3 separate regions of the Mus musculus genome follow, and all the other regions are linked to region 3. A link is a contact called in public ChIA-PET and HiChIP or PLAC-seq data. All regions are on one chromosome and are shown on one strand. The core of a region is the stretch at or near the end of the contact, and the rest is flanking DNA. Distances in the headings are between cores, read along the strand shown. Region 1 has its middle 74 kb from the start of Gm37004. Region 2 has its middle 12 kb from the start of Gm37004. Region 3 has its middle 49 kb from the start of Gm35813.

Evidence for each region. ChIA-PET counts read pairs in DNA pulled down with a chosen protein or histone mark. HiChIP or PLAC-seq counts read pairs in DNA pulled down with a chosen protein or histone mark.
Region 1: a contact with region 3 is called in an RNA polymerase II ChIA-PET map of memory CD8 T cells, with 8 read pairs. The contact joins two enhancer-like sites. A contact is called at or near these places in 3 of 484 Hi-C or Micro-C datasets (the HPC-7 cell line, bone marrow-derived dendritic cells and nephron progenitors) and 1 of 115 datasets of contacts at active chromatin or transcription factors (memory CD8 T cells).
Region 2: a contact with region 3 is called in a BATF HiChIP or PLAC-seq map of CD8 T cells, with 10 read pairs. The contact joins two enhancer-like sites. A contact is called at or near these places in 2 of 39 promoter capture datasets (the C10 cell line and the HPC-7 cell line), 4 of 15 datasets of contacts at CTCF or cohesin (CD8 T cells, the G1E-ER4 cell line, large pre-B cells and 1 more), 18 of 484 Hi-C or Micro-C datasets (B cells, the C2C12 cell line, CD4 T cells and 12 more) and 5 of 115 datasets of contacts at active chromatin or transcription factors (CD8 T cells, the SCID.adh cell line, bone marrow-derived macrophages and 2 more).

The regions. Positions count from the first base shown.
Region 1 is chr2:79,044,229-79,048,211 of GRCm38.p6, reverse strand. No RefSeq gene overlaps it. Among named protein-coding and RNA genes, the nearest start is that of Gm37004, 74 kb to the right of the region's middle. Within about 2 kb of position 2,526, at least 4 of the 459 cell types and tissues checked have an H3K27ac peak or open chromatin away from gene starts, as enhancers often do. A contact at or near this core is called in memory CD8 T cells, where this site is marked.
Region 2 is chr2:78,958,196-78,962,276 of GRCm38.p6, reverse strand. No RefSeq gene overlaps it. Among named protein-coding and RNA genes, the nearest start is that of Gm37004, 12 kb to the left of the region's middle. Within about 2 kb of position 1,731, at least 51 of the 459 cell types and tissues checked have an H3K27ac peak or open chromatin away from gene starts, as enhancers often do. A contact at or near this core is called in CD8 T cells, the SCID.adh cell line, pro-B cells and 1 more, where this site is marked.
Region 3 is chr2:79,179,845-79,183,834 of GRCm38.p6, reverse strand. No RefSeq gene overlaps it. Among named protein-coding and RNA genes, the nearest start is that of Gm35813, 49 kb to the left of the region's middle. Within about 2 kb of position 2,719, at least 59 of the 459 cell types and tissues checked have an H3K27ac peak or open chromatin away from gene starts, as enhancers often do. A contact at or near this core is called in CD8 T cells, the SCID.adh cell line, memory CD8 T cells and 2 more, where this site is marked.

The sequences.
Region 1 (3,983 bases), core at 1,277-3,776, 140 kb after region 3:
GGAATTTTCTATTAAATGAGGGAGCACAGCTCTCAGAGGGAGAAAATCGGGTGTTTGTTCTCTTTCTTCTGTCCACTATAATACAAAGCCTTGTTCCTCCTCTCGGGAGAACGGAAGGCTGGCTGGCAGTCAGTTTGACAGAAGGAGATCAGTGCAGCGGAAAATTGGATAACAGGATAAAAATCTACGGGGCCACAGGAATCCCATCAAAACTGGCTCCTCCTGTCAAAACCTAGACAGGAGACAAGGACGAATATAGAATGTTATTTATATTTAAATATTTCTAATGATATCATAATTATTCTGCTGCCTCTGCTAGGCAGCCATTTTCCTGTGAACCACAATTCTGCAAACCAAATGTTGTGTTTTGGAGATAATCTACATAAGAATCAGACAGCTTCAATCAGACATCTGGAAAACCCTATAAACTCCTCAAATAGCTATTTCTAAAGCATAATGGCTTTTTTTTTTCAAAGATACTTTTCTTAGAGCATAATAGTCAAGTTAAGAAATACAGGTCACTATTGACTCTTAAGGACAAGAAAGCCAGCCTACCAAACAGGTAGCTAGAAAATTGATTTCACTTAAAGTTAAATAGGGTATTTAAAAAAACACATCCTATTTACATTTTCACAATATGTTATACTGGGTTATTCTACAGTTCAAATTGCTGGCTGATTTTTTTATATATACTAAACTTAATGCTAAGTTCCCAAAACTGGTATTTTAACTGCTCAAAGGCAGAAATTTTCTTATTTATGAACTTGGACCAAAGTTTTGATATAGATATTCTAAATCAATATGTATTATAATTAATTCTTACATTAAAATCTGGTATTTTCTCAGAGACTATACTGAAAGTAAAGTCAGCATTTATACCATAATGAAAAACAAAAATGGATGGACTTAGAATGTATGGTATTAATATATACAGTCTCAGAAAGCAAAAAAAAAAAAAGTATGTTCTTTCTTATATGTGAAATTTAGCCAATAACTGGTGTATATATGTAAACAACTGTTCATATAGCTCCAGTGCAATGTAGAAAAGGACAAGAAAGATTAAAAATTAGGGGATGTGGACTGGATACTGGTGATGGATATGTTATGAAAAAGGACAAAAAAAAATCTAGTTGTTTGCCTAGTTTTAAATCTCCTAGGTTTTTAGTTTGGGTGGCAGAAAACTGCATAAAATATATTCATCATAAAATCCAATGTATAGCCACACAGCTTCCTTTCCAAATGACTAACTGTATAATGACCACTCATTGAGGTGTGTGGACCCTGGTCTGGTTAATTTTGGAGTGTGTGTGTGTGTGTGTGTGTGTGTGTGTGTGTGTGTGTGTGTGTGTATGTGTGGTTTTATTGTTGTTGCTGATGCAGCAAGGTTTTTGAAATAAAGTTTGTAATTTTTTAATTCTAAAAGAAAAAAATTTATTTAATGCTAAAACTTCTAAAATGTACTTTCTGTTGCTCTTCCATGGAATTTTAATCTTAAAAATTCCTGAGGACTTAGTGGCCTTCTTTTTTTCGTCATATTCGCGTTTTATTTATAAAGGAATGGCCATCCACAAACAGCTATTAATACCAACGTGTATAACAGAAAATAAAGTAGAAAGAGATCAGGAGAGGATTGATTTAAGATCATTAAATAAATTGTATAAGTGTCAATATGGTCATTGCTTATAGTACTCAAGACACTGTGACTACAGTTCAGGTAAAATCCTAACACAAAAGCATTCCGTTCACAGTACAACCGTTAAAATTTATGCTGGAGCGCATACATGGAGGGCGAAGCAAATGAGCATTCTCCACTGTCAAAACCTTTGGCTCGCACAGCTTCTGGCCATCGGAACCCATTTTATGGTACAAATTCCTGCTCCGGTTGCTGCCCGCTTGATGAGAAGCCTCTCCCTTGTTCACAGGTGTCATTGTGTGCCCACCTTCGCTCTCTCCTGCTCATTGTCTGCCTGGAAAGCTTCTCTCCCGTGTCTCTCTTTTATCCAAAGTCTCATCCTTCAATACCCAACCGAAACATCTTCCCTTAAAACTTTTGTTGTCATGTTTTATTTTCGTTTTTTAAAAGCTATTTTATTTTTTTCAACTTAATCACCTTACATCTCACTCACTGCCCCACTCCCTGGCATACCCTCCCACAGTCCTTCCCTCATTTCCCTTCCTATTTTCCTCTGAGCAGGTAGGTTCCCCTCCCCCAATCCTCCTCCCACTCTGGCACTTCAAGTCTCTGCAAGGAGGCAGCCCAGATAGAAGAACATTATCTCACAGACAGGCAGCAGCTTTTGGGATAGATCCCGCTCCAGTTGTTCCAGAGGGAGGCCTAGATCCAGCCCATGTATGTTCTTTGGTTAGTGGTTCAAACTCTTAGAGCCCAAGGGTCCAGGCTAGTTGATTCTGTTGGTCTTCCTATAGAGTTTTATCCTCTTTTAGGGCCCCCAATCGTTCCTTCTATTCTCCACAAGAGTCCCCAAGCTCCATTCACTGTTTGGCTGTAGGTTTCTCTGTATCTTTCTGAGTCAGCTGCTGGGTGGAGTTTCTCAGAGGTGATTTTGAAGCATTGATTTTCTTGACTCTACTCCCTAAGAGCTCATGGGTACCACCGCACCCCCCAGTTCATGGGCTGCTAGGGATCAAATCCAGAGCGTTCATGAATGCTAAGCCTGCATTTACAGCTTCCTCTTCCACCCATGAAGCCTTTTGCTGACAAAAAACAATTTTAAAACATTACAATTAGTTTGTAATTAGTAACAAAATTGGTGACAAAAGTTAGTTGTTTGGTGTGATGCAATGTTCTGAATTATTAACACATATGACCTTGCTTGATTTTTATAATATCAGGAGCAGGTTATAACACAGAAAATGCCTAGAGTCGTTAAAAACAAAAAGTCTCATATAGCTTAAAAATAGCAGTCTAGATTCCAGCCCCTCTGTGTGAATTGAAAGTCTGTACCCGTTCTTCCTTATATAATGTTGTGCATTCTTCTCTAAACTTTTTTTCTTTTCCATTTTTTATTAGGTATTTAGCTCATTTACATTTCCAATGCTATACCAAAAGTCCCCCATAGCCACCCACCCCCACTCCCCTACCCACCCACTCCCCCTTTTTGGCCCTGGCGTTCCCCTGTACTGGGGCATATAAAGTTTGCGTGTCAAACTTTATCCACTGAATTCATTCTAATCTAGATGGTGCCATATAACTGACACATGTGTTCTTGTGATTATTACACTAGTCTAGACTCTCCCATTGGACTAGAACTATGCAGGCCTTTGTTGATCTTGGCCCCTGTCTGCTACCAACATTTAATTTACTTTTCAACAAGAGTTTAATAATCAGAAGAAAGTTAAGATTCTTAGGTTTCTATTTACTACCAACTGAGGGCACTCGTAGTTCTATGAACCCTATGGAGCTATTTTTAATTTGGTGCACTGAAAAAGAGTTCTCAAGAAGCATTTTAATTTTCACTAACTACATCTCTATTATATGAATATTTCAACTGAAAAAATAAAAATGTTTAAATATAATTCCTCCTTCTACGAACTGTATTAGCTTGTGCAGAAATGTTTCAGATATATCAAATCACATATAACACTAAGCATATGTCACAAGTTTGTCAGTAACATGTAAGCTGTGTAATGTTTACCATGTACTATTAGCATCAAAACATAATCTATTTAAAGATCTAATGTAGAGGATGATGATAATAGTAATATTGTAATGGTATTCTAGAAATTTCCTAAAAGTAAAACCCACCTATTCTTGCTATGTGTTTTCAAGCTCATATTAATGTGAGAGGATAGATATGCTAATTGACTTGAGTGCTAGGGTCATTCCACTGTGAATATATGCATAAGAGCACAGTGTACAACAAAAATAAAAATAACCCACACAGTCAGTCACGGCTTCTCAGCACTGAACTGTCATACTGGGAACTTGCAATGACCTATTCCTATGGTTTCAATCTATTATT
Region 2 (4,081 bases), core at 482-2,981, 220 kb after region 3:
AACTAACACCCCATCCCCCAATGAGGTACAAAGTCAACGGGAATCACTGCTGTTCCTGAGAGATTTCAGTTGTGCTCCTCCACTGGCTCCAGTAGTGCCAGTATTTCTAAGAGACAGGGACAGGAGAAGAAATGTGGAAGTCAGTTTGAAAAATTCAGCCCTCCTGAGACTGTCTTTTATGTCACATCCTAACTCCACTGCTGATTCTTAAAGCCTTGTGAGGATCATTAACATTGCAGCCATGCCAGGAACCTCTGCCTTCTGGCTGAGACCACACTCCAGCTCTCTCTTTCTCTAGCAGAGAGCAGAAACTCTTTTTGTATACCCTTAATAATAGCTAACGTCTGTCTCATGCTCTGGGCCCGAGCTTGCCCTAAATTTAACCCTCAGCAATGGTTCTCTGTTTTACTCACAGCCACGACCTGACTCATTTATGAAGAGACCTCTGCTACCCTGGAGTTTTTCAACAGGCAAGGGTTAAAAGGTCAACCACGGTGTCGTTTCTGTCTTTATGAATAACAACTGTCAGAATTCAGTTATGCAGAGTAACACGCTGAAGATATCTTATCATTTTACACAGTATGACCAATGGTTCAGATGTGTGGTTTGTGTGCACATGAGACTATGTCTCCTAGCAGGGGACATCAGCGACTTTATCAGAAGCTAGGAACCAGAACATGCATTGATTCAATTCAACTTTAAAACAGAAACCAAAGACGTATGAAATCCAAAGGAAGGAAAACTGCTTTGTTCCAAATAAATACCTTTCAAGTTTACCAATATTCATTGTCCCAGTGATGAAATTAATACATCTTTGCTGCTCTAAACTTAAATTTGACTGGATGGGTAAATTCAAGCCTGAGGCTTTCATGCCATTATCAGAGGCTCTGTCAGTGAGTGCTTTAACCTAATTACATTTGATGCAGCAAATCAAGAAAACCACTGCTGGTTATGACCTCTGCCAAGAGCACTCATGAGCTAGACAAATGGAGCTTAAGATGTTATTAGTTGTTCGTTGCAAAGTTCCAGATCCTGCCCGACAGGAGGCTGCCGCCTGATGTGGGCACGGACCCTCCAGATGGCATTCTGCATTGGCTTGTGGCAAGGCTCTCGGGGACGCTGGCACATTTTCTGCGTCAAAATGAAAGTTTTCCAATTACAAGGAGATAATGTGAGGAGATGCAAACTTAATCTCTTGAACAAAAGGTTGCAAGCTGTGTAATAGCCATTTCAGGGGAGAGATTTCACTACAGTTCAATTGATTTAAACGTCGTAGATCACAAAATGGGCTATCTTTCCTAATAAAACTGAGGACGCAGCTGCAGTAGATTCTACCTCATGGAGCAGGGTGCCAATGGGCTCATCATCTTAGGGACTGCTTCTCTTAACTCCGTGTTTTGTTGAATGCAAGTCGGTGATTATTTTTGCCTTCCCTTATGTGTGAATGAATAACAAGAAACCATCTCCTTTTAGTTAGACAGCAAATGTCTTAAATGAAGCCTTCCAGGTGTAACAGTTTAACAATGTTACTACATAGCAGATCATAGAGTTTCACCAGGGCATATTAAGTGGTAAGAAAGCCTTATTACTATCCAAACCTTTCAGATAGTTTAGCTAAAATGTTAATCTTTCTTTTTTTCTTTTTTACTAAGTCAGGCAACCCTGATGCAAATGGGGTGATATGCCTCAACACTGGTCCCCAAAGAAATGACTCATAGAAGCTTTTAAGCGGGAACTTGCTTGCAAGAGCGCCTCTCAGGAAAACACATGCACTTGACAATTGACAGGAACATGCTGTCGCAGAGCAAGAAAGAATCATATAGCCATCCCCACAAACCACATAGAGACACCGCCAAACAGGAGAAGGAATCCACACCCTGTCTGCACAGAACATTTGCAGAGTGGGGTGTGGAGCGTGGGGGAGAGGGGCTGAGCACACAGCCTTGCATTTAGCTGGTTTTCAAGAGTTTAAAATGCTAAGCTTAGCATGTAGCTCTATAAGCAAATGCCCTTCAATGTCACAGGATTCTTTTCTTCTGTGATTTAAGAAGAATTTACTGATACAAACATTCACAGCCCAGATTTCCATGCATTCCCCACAGAGAAAACATATACTTCCCAAAATCAAAAATTATGCAGTGCACGCATAGAAAAGTACTTTTGTCACAAATTCCAAGATATTAAAAATACATTTTATACATTGAGATGATGATGGATGATACAGGTTTGTATGAATCTCTGAACTGCAGTGGATCGGGCTAACCAGAGTAAGTAGCTGCCTTTTGTCATTGTAGGAGATCGCTAGGGAACTACTATTTCTTCATAAAATTCAGTCAACTAAATAAAGCAAGATTATAAATTCTAAGTGGTCTCAACTGCAACATCGTAGGTTCTGTAAATCAGTCAAGAATATAAGCAAGCACTTAAAATCACTCAGGAAACCTAACAGATGCCTACTGAAGAGTTAATCCGTGCAAGCAATGAGCATTCTAAAAACAGTCTCACCATCAACATAAAGTGGTCCACGGCAGCTGCTATAAAAGCCCAACATCAGTGTTATGTTGGCTCAACTACTAAGCAGCGACCACAGTGATGTCCCTTAGGAGGCATTTGAGGGCCCAAGTGTACAGCAATTTAAAAACTAAGCAGGAAATCAAAACTAATACCTAGTCTGTTTACAAAATATTTCTCCCTGTGTGCTTGTACCACCATCTAGTGGTTACATAGCTCTCAACCTGATCATTAATAGGAAAGTAATCTGGAAGAAGAGGAAAGGAAAGAAGAAAGAGGGATAGAAAAAAGAAAACAGGAGAAAAATGAAAAAGAAAACAGGGAGAGAAAAGAAGAATATAAAAAACAAAACTACATATACATATAATTTCCAGATCATAAAAAAGGAAATGCAGAAAACCCATGGCTAATACCAGTTAAAATGAAGATGTTATTTTGAATCATTTGCATGGTGTATTTCTATAGATATGATAATTTTACAATCGACATAACAAATGTCTGGATTTTAAAATACAGCTGAATTTGTAAGGACTTATCTCACAACTTAGAACCTGCAGGAATGTTTGCCTGTGTGTCTACAGATATGAACACAAGATCATATGGTTGTTTGAATACCGTCATTGTTGGTAAGTAGAGCTCTTTACATAAAGCATGGTATATTCATAGAGTAAGGCACCAAGCTGGCCTTTATGGTTAATACAGAACCATCTCTGTTAGTTATTGGAGGAAAAGCAGTTACATGGAATGATGTGTTTTCCAGTTTATCACTTCTATAGATCATATATAATGTACATGTGTACCATGACAGGAAAGACCCAGGGGTCTAAATGAGTTGGAAGGCAAAGATGAAAAGAGATACACTATAGCTTAAATTATATGAATGCATTAGGTATTCAAGACTAAATGTATTTTAAATCTAGAATATCTGCATGATTAAAAGAAATCGCCACCTGTGGCAGTTTTAAGACAATAAAATCTCACTGGCAGTTTTCCATAGGAAGAAGCATATGGAATATTTTTATATAAGTGTACATTTATTATAAAATGACAAAGATTGAAGCTTCACTTTTTCCAGAGAAACAGAAATTCAGGGGTCTGGAAACATGGCTGAACAGTTAAGAGCACTTGCTGTTCTTGCAGAGGATCTGATTCAGTTCCCAGCACATACATAGCAAGCAGCTCACAGACATGAGTAAGTACAGTTCCAGGAGATCTAACACCCAACTCTGGCCTCTACAGGTACCAGGCATGCACGTGGTGCACAGACACACATGTAGGCAAAACTCTCATACACATAAAATAAAACAAATAACTTTTTAAAAGAAGACATTCAGTAATCCAAAGGAGCAAGGTTATCTGTAAATGCCATAGAACCAGGTGATGAAAAATTGAAACTATGTTACCCCCAGTCTTGATGTGGAGAGCCTGGCCGAGGCACATTTGTGTGAGGAGATTCAAGGTGTTAGGACTTCAGTTCCTGGCTACAATGATTAGGACCGGGAAGGGAGGGCACTGGGACAGCAACAGCTAGCAAGCCAGTGACTAAAGGTAGGATTGGGCTCCATGAATT
Region 3 (3,990 bases), core at 1,470-3,969:
AAACCTAACAGATGCTTTTTGATTGTTAAAAAAAAGCCTTCTTTTAAATAAATCATCATGAAGGATGTTAGTTAAACTGTACAAATAACAAATTAGTCATGTGAATGTGAATTTCAGTAAAGAGAGGTCCCTATAGACTCAGAGTTCTGGTGTTTCTTAACTGCATGTTGAATGAAATGTTCAACCTGACCTCACTCATCCCCCTTCCCAAATATTAGAGTAACGTACAGCAAAAGAAATTGCTATTCATGAACTAGAAACATGCCCACACAGCCACATCAACTCATGTGGATGACACCCCAGGCTTGTTCCAACAAATCAAGACGGAAGCAAGGGCTGGCACGGGAGCACATATAAACACCAGTTGTCTGAAAAGCAAGTTTGCTGTCATCTTGGGACACATCATTTTTAGAAACAATGACCCATTTGGCAGCCCCACACATGTTCCCCTCACTGAGATCCTTCCAACATTCCATGGCTTACTTTATTTAGGTTTGGGATTTTCATGGATATAAATCTTTAGCAGAGCTAGTCTAGAATCCTAATGCCACTTGGTGTTACTCATTCTATTCACAGTATTCCCCTCTCGAGTCTTCTGTTACAAACTCTTGATTCCTTTCCTTGGAGTCCTTGTCTGGGCAGCTCATCTCAAATGGCAGCAGTGGAGAATGCCTAATTATTTCACTGTTGAACTTGAACAGCTGTCCTCGATGGTCTATTTAACAGTGCTAGTGCTCGGGCTGTTGAAAACAGCCTTTGTTGCATAAAGGATGTGATTTTCTCATTAGAAAACACGTTCTTTTAACCCAAGAAACATCTGAACGGTTCTGAGTTAGATCTGTGCAAACTACCAGGGTCACTCTTTGCATTTTCAATCGAATATCTATTGATTATTTCAATATTTTAAAGAATAGATAAGTACCCCCAAAATGTGGGACTTGTTCTCCTGGTCCACAAGAATCTGGTAGCATCACATTTGATTTCATCTTGAGACTTTAGATAATCCTAAGTGTACAGTAAGACTGTTCTAGAATATGTGAATTCATTAAGCTACATGTATGATTTTATAGAATATCTAAGCTTCTAATATCTCTCTCTCTCTATATATGTACATATACATATAATCTAGATCAGGTTAAAAGGGTGTCTGAAGAATTAAATACTTGTCATTTGAAAAGGAAGTACAAACTGAGTCTAAGTAGGATCATGGAAGAGTAAGGCTGCCCCAGAACAGCTCTTTGTGAGAGGGTAGGGGAGGGCAGCCATGCCTTTGGGGGAAAGGGGCCGTATGTCTAGGGAGTGCTTTGACTTCTGATTCCTAGTTTCTCCCATCTCTTTATTCTTAGGGACTTGCTTCACTGTCACTTGTCCTCTGAGTTTCTCTGACAACATGATTTCAATTGTAGGGCATTGATTCATGTCTTCTTCATCCTTGGACCTTTTACAACGAGTAGTCAAAATGATCCCTGTCCGCCCCCGGTGTTTTAATCAATAGACTGGAGAGCTTGCTTTATTTTGCATTTCATCCATGATTACCATTTTATTTCTAACTTGACAGGAAGTAAATAGTTTGTTTTATTTTTGTTTTTAGCAACGTTACAAGCGGACGTCACCGGACACACTGCTGCTCGTGGTCATATGCTTCTCTTTCCAAACACATCTCACTTATTCATACACAGTCTTTAAATACTGGCTCACCTGAAAGCATTAACAATGACAAATCCGATTAAAGTCAATCAATTATTCCTCCTAATAATTTGCAGAGATTGATGCAGGCCAGCTAAAATAAAAACACTTCAAAGTCATTCGGAACAATTTGTATGTGTGGATTATTTCTTCTGGGTGCCAAACATCTTTTAGGAAAATTCTACAATGTATTTCTTAATTTCAGAGTATAGAACAAAACCAAACCAAACCAAAAATAATGTTTGCTTAGATTTATTTGCCTATGAAGAATTAAGCTTAGTTTCTAGTATTTGTAAATAAATATTTAGGAAAACAATTATGCAAGGGTATTTTACAGCATTCATTAATATGTATTGTTGTTTGTTAATACTCTGAATATATGGCAACAGAATTCTATGTGTAAAAACAGCCTTTTGAAAATCCAGTGCATTTAAAGTTAAATGCATGGAGGATTTCCTGTAAGAGAATGAATAACACTTTTTCTCTTTAAGATGAATGAGCCAGTTTATAACTTATCAAGGGTCAACAAGGGTCAACCTTGCCAGGCCAAATGCTCTGAGAAGTCTGGAGAAAAATCCCATTACAGAATGGCTATTTGGCACAAAGGGGCTATTGATTTATAAAGCACACAATCTCCGCTTCTCTGCTTTACATTTTGAAAAATCTTCTGCAATTGTTTTATTCTAAAATAATTAAAGCAGTGAAAGTGGTTGGCACGTAGAGGAAGTGGAAAGCTTACCCGTGGACCTGGGATCACCACTGGAGAAGTTCAAGGCTACGTATCTGTGCTCAGCTGTAAATCCTTACCCTCCCCCTGGCTGTGACGAAGGGCTAGGAGCTGCTGAAGCCCTTCAGAATGCCTTTTCTATTTCTTCTTCAGAAACAAATTTCTATCCAGAATGCATAAGCCAGCAACCAAAAGATTGCATTTGTCCTTTGTAGTTAGGTAGGACAAAATGACGAAGTCCTAGCCTGTGAGAATTTGACTTCTGCCTAGCCCGTGTAAAGTCAGGGGTATGTAGCTTTTTGGTTTTTCTTCCTGAGGTTTGGGCTGCAGATGTGACGATCGAAGCTCTGGTTGCCATTTGGAACGATGATGCAAACTGGAAGATGAAACAAGAGCCACAAAAGGAGAAGCGTGTGTGGAGGGCTAATGACCATGGTGCTGTTGTGCCTTCATGCACTGCTGGACTCCAGAACCTTCACTTTCTTTGTTTGTTTGGCAGTCACTACTCTTACGGGTTTACTCTTCTGTGAACACGATCCAAGGTGCTGAGAGAGAAACTTTCATTTCTCTTTTGCTATCACTGGGAGGAGCAGAATGGCTATGAGCTTGTTTCTTTGCAACAGGAACCTTGGACAGCCTGGATCACATGTGGCAGGGCACAATATTATCTTGGAATAAAGGCTTTTTCAGTCACCATTCATGCTATTTTTATATCATTTTTAAGTTTAATTTAGTTTAACATGTGTGTGTGTGTGTGTGTGTGTGAGAGAGAGAGAGAGAGAGAGAGAGAGGAGAGAGAGACAGACAGACACAGACACACACACAGACACAGACACACACACAGACACAGACACAGACAGACACACACACACACAGACACACACACAGACACAGACACACACACAGACACAGACACACACACACATACACACAGACACAGACACAGACACAGACAGACACACACACACACACACAGACACACACACAGACACAGACACACACAGACACACACACAGACACAGACACACACAGACACAGACACAGACACAGACACACACAGACACAGACACACACAGACACAGACACAGACAGAGACACACAAACAGACACAGACAGAGACACAGACACAGACACACAAACAGACACAGACACAGACACAGACACAGACACACAAACAGACACAGACACAGACACAGACAGAGACACAGACACAGACAGAGACACAGACACAGACAGACACAGACACAGACACAGACACAGACACAGACACAGACAGAGACACAGACACAGACACAGACACAGACACAGACACAGACAGAGACACAGACACAGACACAGACACAGACACAGACACAGACACAGATACAGACACACAAACAGACACAGACACAGACACAGACACAGACACAGACACAGACAGAGACACAGACACAGACACAGACACAGACACAGACACAGACACAGACACAGACACAGACACAGACAGAGACACAGACACAGACACAGACACAGACACAGACACAGACACAGACACAGACACAGACAGAGAGACTGCATATGGTACTGTTATTGCTATT